Linked DNA regions of Anser cygnoides: all the other regions are linked to region 2. Evidence: chromatin contacts called from public Hi-C data. All regions are on one chromosome and are shown on one strand. The core of a region is the stretch at or near the end of the contact, and the rest is flanking DNA. Distances in the headings are between cores, read along the strand shown. Region 1 overlaps LOC106031380 (a long non-coding RNA gene). Region 2 overlaps LOC106031380 (a long non-coding RNA gene). Region 3 overlaps LOC106031380 (a long non-coding RNA gene).

The links. A called contact is a pair of places that touch in the nucleus more often than the background predicts.
Region 1: a Hi-C map of liver shows a contact between it and region 2, with 15 times the contacts expected there. The contact joins two enhancer-like sites. A contact is called at or near these places in 2 of 7 Hi-C or Micro-C datasets (both in liver).
Region 3: a contact with region 2 is called in a Hi-C map of liver, with 4 times the contacts expected there. The contact joins two enhancer-like sites. A contact is called at or near these places in 2 of 7 Hi-C or Micro-C datasets (both in liver).

What each region holds. Positions count from the first base shown.
Region 1 is chr17:12,727,376-12,730,162 of Taihu_goose_T2T_genome, forward strand. The region is part of intron 14 of LOC106031380 (a long non-coding RNA gene); the gene reads right to left. Among named protein-coding and RNA genes, the nearest start is that of TBX3, 88 kb to the left of the region's middle. Within about 2 kb of position 1,411, at least 1 of the 3 cell types and tissues checked has open chromatin away from gene starts, as enhancers often do. A contact at or near this core is called in liver, where this site is marked.
Region 2 is chr17:12,802,580-12,805,279 of Taihu_goose_T2T_genome, forward strand. It overlaps LOC106031380 (a long non-coding RNA gene), which reads right to left. Exons shown (of 15, transcript XR_010825436.1): 6 at 2,040-2,292; 7 at 1,109-1,262. Among named protein-coding and RNA genes, the nearest start is that of TBX3, 160 kb to the left of the region's middle. Within about 2 kb of position 1,437, at least 1 of the 3 cell types and tissues checked has open chromatin away from gene starts, as enhancers often do. A contact at or near this core is called in liver, where this site is marked.
Region 3 is chr17:12,690,497-12,693,196 of Taihu_goose_T2T_genome, forward strand. All of the region lies in intron 14 of LOC106031380 (a long non-coding RNA gene), which reads right to left. Among named protein-coding and RNA genes, the nearest start is that of TBX3, 51 kb to the left of the region's middle. Within about 2 kb of position 1,330, at least 1 of the 3 cell types and tissues checked has open chromatin away from gene starts, as enhancers often do. A contact at or near this core is called in liver, where this site is marked.

The sequences.
Region 1 (2,787 bases), core at 161-2,660, 75 kb before region 2:
TCGGTCGTAAGACAAAGTCCCACCCTGCTGCGGCATTTGCATGCTGCAAGAGCCCCATCCATACACAGCGAGCGGGCCAGAAGCGCCGCGCTGTGCCGGCCACCCAACTCGGCGGCACAGCAGATCCAGCCTTCGGGGGCAGACGGCTCCAGCTCGTCACATCGACTCGTCCATGTCCTGAGACCCCTCCGAGACCCAGAGCCCTGCTGCAGGTGCAGCGGGCCCCATGCATTAGACACAAACACACTTAACTTGCTTCAGGGGGCCAAAAAAACCAGCACCCATCAGCAGCGTGGCACGGGGGAGCGCTACATAAATACCAAGCACCGGCCCGCGAATGAAGCGCTGGATATAAGTCTTGCTCAAGCCACTCGGCAGCTTCCAGCCCTTCTGCAAACAGCTCTGGATGTTTCTACAGGAAAATCACCAACCACCCTCCGACAAAATTCTTCACTGCCCGCCGAAACATCTGCTTGCCAGAGACGTCCGACCCCGCGTGTCCCAGCTTTCTGAGTCACACGGGAGGCCCGTACCAGTTTCTCTGCGTGGGTTGCACAGAATTCAAGCGTACAATGGGGTGGGAACATCCAATACCCAATAGCCTGTGGATGCTGAACCACAGCCAGGGCCCTTCAGATTCAGTGGCAGGGCTGGAGGTCAGCAGGCAAGGGCTTCCTGGCGTGGAGGAGGTTTTGGTTCTGCTGTTGTGCAACCCGTCAAGCCACCCGCGGCTGTATCAAAATAAACCTTGACCAATGTGATGCAACAGTCTTGGCACAGATCTTGGTGTAAACGCTTGCCCTGCAGGCCACAGAAACATTAACCAGCCGAAGCAGGATCCCTTTTGGTAGAGGTGTACCAGGAAACCCACAAAGCCCTATTTCTCCATCCTGCTGTCCTGGTTTCCCCGCTCCGATTACCTCACCGATCAGGATTCCTCCGGATGCTCTTCTCACCTGCCTCACAGCTGTAACTGCACTAAAGCTGGAACAATTTGGATTTCGAGGACTTTTACCTTCCTGCATAGGACAGGGAAGTTCTTCTCTCCGGATCACTGGCATGTGGACAACGGGCTCCTTGCCCTCACTCCTGCTTCTGAGAAGCTCGGCTGTGGCTTGATCTATTTACCCAAAAGACTTAAATAAGACCTTAACTGTGCAAACACCAAGAACAATTCACTGCAAGCAGCATTTTGGCTCCCTGGTTGTTCCAAGAAGTAGTAAATAAGTCAGCCTTTGTTTTCTTTCTCAGGGAATTTGAAATTCTGTTCAATCCCAGTCCTCTCCCTTCATCCCTCTCTGTTGGAGCAGATGGGACCCCAAAGTCATGTTCGCTTCTTTTCAGTTTGCAGTTCCCACTTGAACTAAGTATTTTGCAGCTGATGCTCAGCTCTGCTCCAGCTGTTTGGAGGCATAAGAGGTGGCTAATGGGATCAGGGACCGACCTTGGCACGCCAGGCATGCAAGCATTTAATTCTGCCACCCGATTTATAACCTACCAGACACTCCTGTGGTGATACCACTTTGCAGCTGCATGGCAGCCACCGACACGGAGGTGATAGAGACTGCTTTTTAAAAAGACATCAGGTCTTTGGGGAAAAGCAGGAATCCAATTAGAAAGAAAATTAATTTCTTTTTTGCCATCATTAGCCTCAATCTGAAAGAAATCTCAGACAGAATGACTAACCAGGCTCCAGCCAACACAACCTCAGCGGCTGGCAGGGAAAAGCAGGTGGAAGCAAAGCCAAGCGGCCCGGACCCCCCCGCCAAGCAGGGAGATGCTACCAGGGCAGGGACTCGGCGCAAACCGCTGGGGGAAAGGGGAGAAACACTGAACTTCACCCCAGAACACAGAAAAATCAGAATAATTGCTGCTTCCCTGAGTGGAGAGATCAAAGTAGAGGATTCCTTGTAGTTACATCACCTTAGAAATACTTTCTCCAAGGGGGCCTGCATCAGCAGCTGGTGGAAGGCAGTGCGAGCTCCAGCTAGGAGCAGGGCACAAGGAGCTGGGTTCAGCATGGGGGGCACAGACAGACAGACAGACAGAGCCCACGGGTGTTCGGCCACGCACACGCTAAGTCAGCGAGCTTCGAGAAACGCTGCTCTCTCCTTGACTCGAGGCTCCGGCGAAATAAAGCTGCATTGTTTTGTATCAGGTTCTGCTCTCGCAGCCCCGCTGCGGCTGAGAAACAAAGGGGGCTTCATGCAGGACAAAAGGGGCCTGTTCTACCTAATGAGGACCAGTTGAGAGGTATGGAGACAGCACCCTCTCAGCATCGGCTCCGGGGCTGCGAACGAGCACGATCCTGCGGCTAATGAAGAGCAGTTGAGAGGTGCCGAGCGGGAGCCGAACAGGGACGGCTCTCAGCAGAAAGGGGGCCGGTCCCAAGGGACGCCGGCTCGGCCGCTGCGCGAGGGACAGCTCCAGAGAGGGGAACACGGTGAGGTTCATCTGTCACCGTGATGGCTGCTGACCCCCCGGCCTCCCAGGCCCTGCTCCCTGACCTCCAAACGCGACCTCCCCACGGAGGCGCTGGTGCTCGGCCAGAAGTCCCCTATTGACTACCTGTCAGAGGGCACCTGCTTAAGGAACCCCATAGAAATTAAAGTCACAAAATGAGTCACGAGGGACTGTTTGAGCTGGGAAGCTAGCATTAGTCCCTGGCTGGTAAACCAATCTCCCTAATTATCTGTCAGAGGAATCTCTCTTCTTTCTATTTTCCTTTCTTTCCCCTTTCCCCCTGCTGCCCCTTTCCCAGTTCCTCTCTTCTCTTTGACTCATTAT
Region 2 (2,700 bases), core at 187-2,686:
ATGTAACTGTGGCTTTTCTAACTGTCCATGTAAAGCCTGATACTTAGGTAAATTCATGGGAGTATATAAAACTGTTTCAAAACACTGAGCTTTATACCCATGTTTTAATATTAAATATGATAATGTTTAGGCTAGAACCTAATACTTTAATAATATTTTAGGCTAGAACAAAGCACACGGTAAATTCCTAAAGCCTGTAAGTCAGCTTGCTTTTCACAGGACAAGATGGCAATACAAGGTTCACTGTAACACCACCAGTTTTAAAACACCCAAATAAAATAAAATAAAAGTTCTAGATGCCCTGTTCCTATGGAAATCCTGAATATCAGACCTTTGAGGCCTTGGGGGAATGCCCAAAAACCAGGGTTATCCTAAATCTGTAACTGAACGCTTGGATAACTGTCTTACCCTGTTGGAGCTCTCTCTCCTCTAGCAATGAGCTCTACCCCAGGCTACCATACATCCCTGGATAAGTGCTCTTTACCCAGACCCCAGTTTTGTCTTTGTCGGGTTTCACCACTTCAGACACTCTCCTGGGATTCCAGTTTGTTGGAGCTGTATCTGTGGTTGGACCCTTATGAGAAGTGCAGGCAAACAACTCTCAAATATTAATCTGAGGTGCACCGAAGTTCCTGGGTAGGAAAATATAAGTCCTCACCACACAATATAGACCATGCAGGTACAAAAGCAAGGCTGGCAGGTCTCCTTCCATAAATAACAATAATCTTTAAAATTCAGGCTAGGTGTTTCACCCGTCATAGAAAATAACAGCCTAAAATAAAAGGGTGTTTCTCAGAAGAGCTGAGTTGCTGTACTGATTCTGCTCCCACCTCTTTTTTAGATTCAAGGCAAATTTTTCAAAACCCAGGCCTCAGTTCTGCGTCTGCAAAAGGGACGCGACAGCCACACATCTCTCTTGGTCTCCTCCTCACCATTCGCAGTCTTGTCCGAGCATTTCACAAGAAATGGCGAGGCCTAGTGCAATGACTTCAGCTGGGTCTCACGGGAGTGGCAAATAACAAATTCTAAGAGAGGAGCTTCTTGTCCCAGTAAATTGAGAACAAAAGATGAGATACTGTAATTTGGACAAATACAGAATAACACTCACTTCTGTGCCATGGCCGATTTGATTTCAGGAGAGCTGTACAGCATATGCATGATGCAGCTGGATTCTGCTTTGCGAAGCAGAGCCCTGAGAAGTTTTGCAGAGAATATTAGCAGCAGAATCTCACTGGTTGTTACAAGCTGTGATCTCCTTAAGACTATTATTTTATTAAGGAAAAGCACATCTCTTGGAAATCTTCCTCCCTTCTTCCCTCCTGCGACTTTCCTTCTTGAGTTCCCAGGACTATTTAATAAGGCATAGCTTTCAAAGGAGCAGCAGCATGACCAGATGGTCTAGCGAAATACAGCTTGTAAAAAACAAATTCTCCATGAGTAGAAAACTTGGGATGCACGTGTCCCCTTGAAACAGATCTAAATGTGGATTTTGAGGCACACCATGTAAGGAAACGATGAGGGCCTGGGCTGCTTTCTATCTGGTACCTACCCAGTCCCACATATGACACACACTTATCCTTTTCATTGCTCCTTGTCTTTTCAAACCACACAACAGTGTCATTGTTCAGATGGCAACTTCACAGCAAAAGGCAATCGTCACATCCCTCAGCTGGAATTGGCTGCAGTTCAGATTTCAAAGCCCAGAGCAAGGTTTTTTCACTGAAGCTTTTCTTCTGGGAGCACGCTGACAGGCCGAATGGCTTACCCTCAAATGTGCCAGGCCATAATAAAATCACCAGTCACCCAGGATCTTCTCCAGACCAGACAAAGGTACTGCAAGGGCAGGGAAAACAGATGCCCTGCAAATACCAGAAAATCATGTGGTGTTTACTAGGACTCTCAGCCTTGTTCCTGCCACTCTGCTGGAGCAGCTCCAGGCGTTCAGGGTTCACACTGGACTGACTCCAGTTTAAACGACAATGTAATAATTTATGTGCATCTCCATGCTTTGGTTTTAAAACCTACAATTAAAAGGATACAGGGACACAGTAATTTCCTCCATGAATCAGACCTGTGGGCCCGTTAACGCAGGATCCTACTCATTACACTGGTAAGTGGAAAGCTGACAACATAGTTCTCTCTGTCCTAGTATTTGGGAAATTGGTGCTTTAAGAAGGATGACAAAGGAAACTGGAACAGTCAGAAGTGACAAAAAAGAAAGCTTTGCTGAGAAGAACAGTGAGCTCCTCCTGCAGTACTTCCAGGATATCTGTACAGCATGCATGGTTCAGCCTGTGGGGAGCAAAAGAATAAATTTCCATTTGATAAAGAATTTTGTATTTTCATTACTTACTTATGTTTTGCTTTGGAAAAAAAACCCAAAAGCTCAGTATTTCCTCCACAACTTTATTTTGAGCCCACTGAAATATGTTGCAAATGTTTTATGCTCTACTACATACTACTAGAAAAAGAAGCAAAAAACAAAACACCACTTGGAAAGAAAAGAACAACTAAATAAAAACAATGGCTTCAACCCATTCAGGCTCATCTCTGAGCAACAATAATGTTGCCCTGAAGAAAAAAAAAAAAGTCAAATCAATATGATTTCTTCAACCATTTAATTTTTGCCAGAATGTCATTTTCCAATGGAAAACCACACTGTCAAAATGTTTCTGACCAATTCTATGTAAAATAGTTCCT
Region 3 (2,700 bases), core at 80-2,579, 110 kb before region 2:
CTCAGCCCTAAATCCCGGCTCGGAAAGCTTTTCTCACAATATTTTCCATGTTCAGTGTGTAGAAGGGTATAAATATGTAGCACAGAGAGCAGCGATGGCTACAAGAATCCTCAAGGCTGTTTGGTTGAAAAGCCGGGAGGCTTCCCACCTCCCCCAGGTCTGATTTGCTCAGGCCAGTTGACTGCAAGCACCTAAACAAACCTCACAGCCCACGCCATGAAGACATTTACATCTGCTAAGAACAGCCCCCCCAGCTCACCGGGGGTGTCTGCATCTCAGGGGGATCAAACATCTGATTTACTCCTGCTCCGAACCCACAAGCGAGGAGAGATCTTCTCGATCCGCCACCACACCTCGAGCCAAGATCCTCAGCTGGAGTCACTGCCCGATATTGGTTCCTATCAGCGGAGCTTTGCAGCTTTAGTCTAAGCTGAGAATCTGGCCACTTCTGACTTAACTAGTTTTCTGAAATGCATCCAACAGGAAATCCTAAATCAAAAACACTCCGCATTTTGAGAAGATTCCTCTCCCTTGGATCCAAACCCAACTAAAAGTTTTGCAACTTTTTCCATTTTAGGAATGAGAGTCTTTCTTCTCATATCTTCCTCTCCTCCCAAACAAATAATCAAGTACACAGGAGCCCAAAATATTTTTCCCCTCTGTTCCCTTTATCCAGCGAGCTGACAGCGAAGTCAACGTGTTCCAAACTGGCCAGCTGTGTGCTGACCAGCTGACATTGGAGGCCACTGCTGGGACAGCCAAACGGGCAAGCCTCCAGCTGCAAACAAATGAGGCAACACCTTCAGAGAAGGGATCGAACTCGTGGAAATGGCCCCGATTCAATTTGGAGCTTCCCTGCTGCTTTTCCAGTGACAGCTGCTGGTGAAGGCCAGATTCTCAGCAGGAATAAACTGGCCACGCTGCTTCAGCTTCGCTGGGACCGTGCCTATTTACACCAACTGAGAACACGGCACAACCCCATTAATGTTTGCTCTGCCGTCTCCCTCTTATCATCCTTCAAGTAGAAATAGATGTGTTATATGAGAGACGAGAGAGGGAACAACCACCAAAAGCTGTCTTGTCCAGAAATGGTTTCCTGGAACGTAAGCCCCCTTTTTTTTTTTTTTCCTGAAAGGAGATAAAGTTGTTCATTGTTTGTCTTGGCTGCCTATAAACTCATGCTGCTGAGAGCAGCCTTTGATCACAGGGCTATTGGGAGGCTGACCCTTGACAGCCCATCCACTCCCTGCTCTTTCAGCCTCACCAGCCCAGGCCTGATTTCCTTTTTCATAAAACGCCACGAAAAAAATTATCCACACATTATCCAACAGCCCTCGCAGCGGTTTAAGGATCCCAATATAACGAGCTCACAGGCAACTTTGCAGTCAGGCTTCAGCTTCCCCAAGGTCTTCTGCGATGGGGACGGGGAGGAAGGCAGTCTGGGATCTCGGGTGTCCTGCCATGAGCAGCCGCAACCCCATCCAAGCCTGTGGTGCATCAAACGTGCACCGGAGCGTGTCTAGCAAACATGCTCTTTATAAGACAAATCACAGCCCTGCCAAACACGGCTACAAGCCTGAGTTTATTTTGCGTCCTCCTTTCCCACCGAAAAGCTTTTGGACATTTGTGTAGGATTCGTGCGCTCCTGTGATCTGGTCAGAGCTCCCAGCCCTAGCTGGCTCGCCGCACAACCAGAACAGTTTTACAGCAGGCTCTGCCCGACCACAGAGGCTAGAGGCACAAAGCACATTCTCCTCTGACACCTAGCAGGGATTTTTTCTATGTAAGGCAATCCATGTGACGTGACTCACTGGTCCCACGCTTCATGGAAGTAGCGGGCTTAGTTCATTTGTGCATTCCCAGGCAAGGACAACCATATTCCCAAAGCACTGGATTTACAAAGCTTGTGTAAACGATCTGAAGTGTGAGCACGGTCAGGTTGATGCTTCCCAGCTATCCTGCACAGAGGTGCGAAGGCTCAGGTCCTGCCTTCCTCCCCAGCACATCTGCTTAAGACATGCAAGAGCAGAGCAGTGTACCCATGGGACATGGGGTAGTAAGCAGGGATTTTTAAGAAATTAGCAGCACGCATCTCTAACAACTTTTTTTCTACCAGCGTGGACAAGAGGGTTTTGAAACCTGGGGTGATAGAACTGGCACTACCTGGATGTATTAGACATCCCCTTCTTAAAAATCCAGAGGACTCAGAGAATATCCCTATTGCCTCAGGGTCCCTCCTACTTCTGATCTGGGAGAAGAGCTTCCATGTTTTTTTTTCTCTCGAATTCCTATATCACATTTGAGCTATTAGCATCTCCAGCCCCAAATCAGTGCCACCCACATGTGCAGCAGCATTACCATGTTGGCTTAAAAATAAAATAAAATAAAAAATTCCTCTAGTATAGAAATATGTGACTGCCAAGCTACTGTTTAGACCAGACTCAGAAACAAGTCATATTCGTCTTGCACTCAAGTTGTCTGATATGTTAGCTATGAAAATTATCAAACAAAGCCAATGTTCAGACTAACATATTGCTTTTGCATCTGGCCACATACTTTAAAGTTAAGCTCCAGTTGGTTGTGGTCTGACCAGATGTGACTGTCAAAAAAAGGCTAATTATTCCCAATTCACAAATAACAGTACCAGGGCAGAGGAGGGAACTACGCGACTGGTCTGTAGCTTCTCAGAAAACTTGTAGC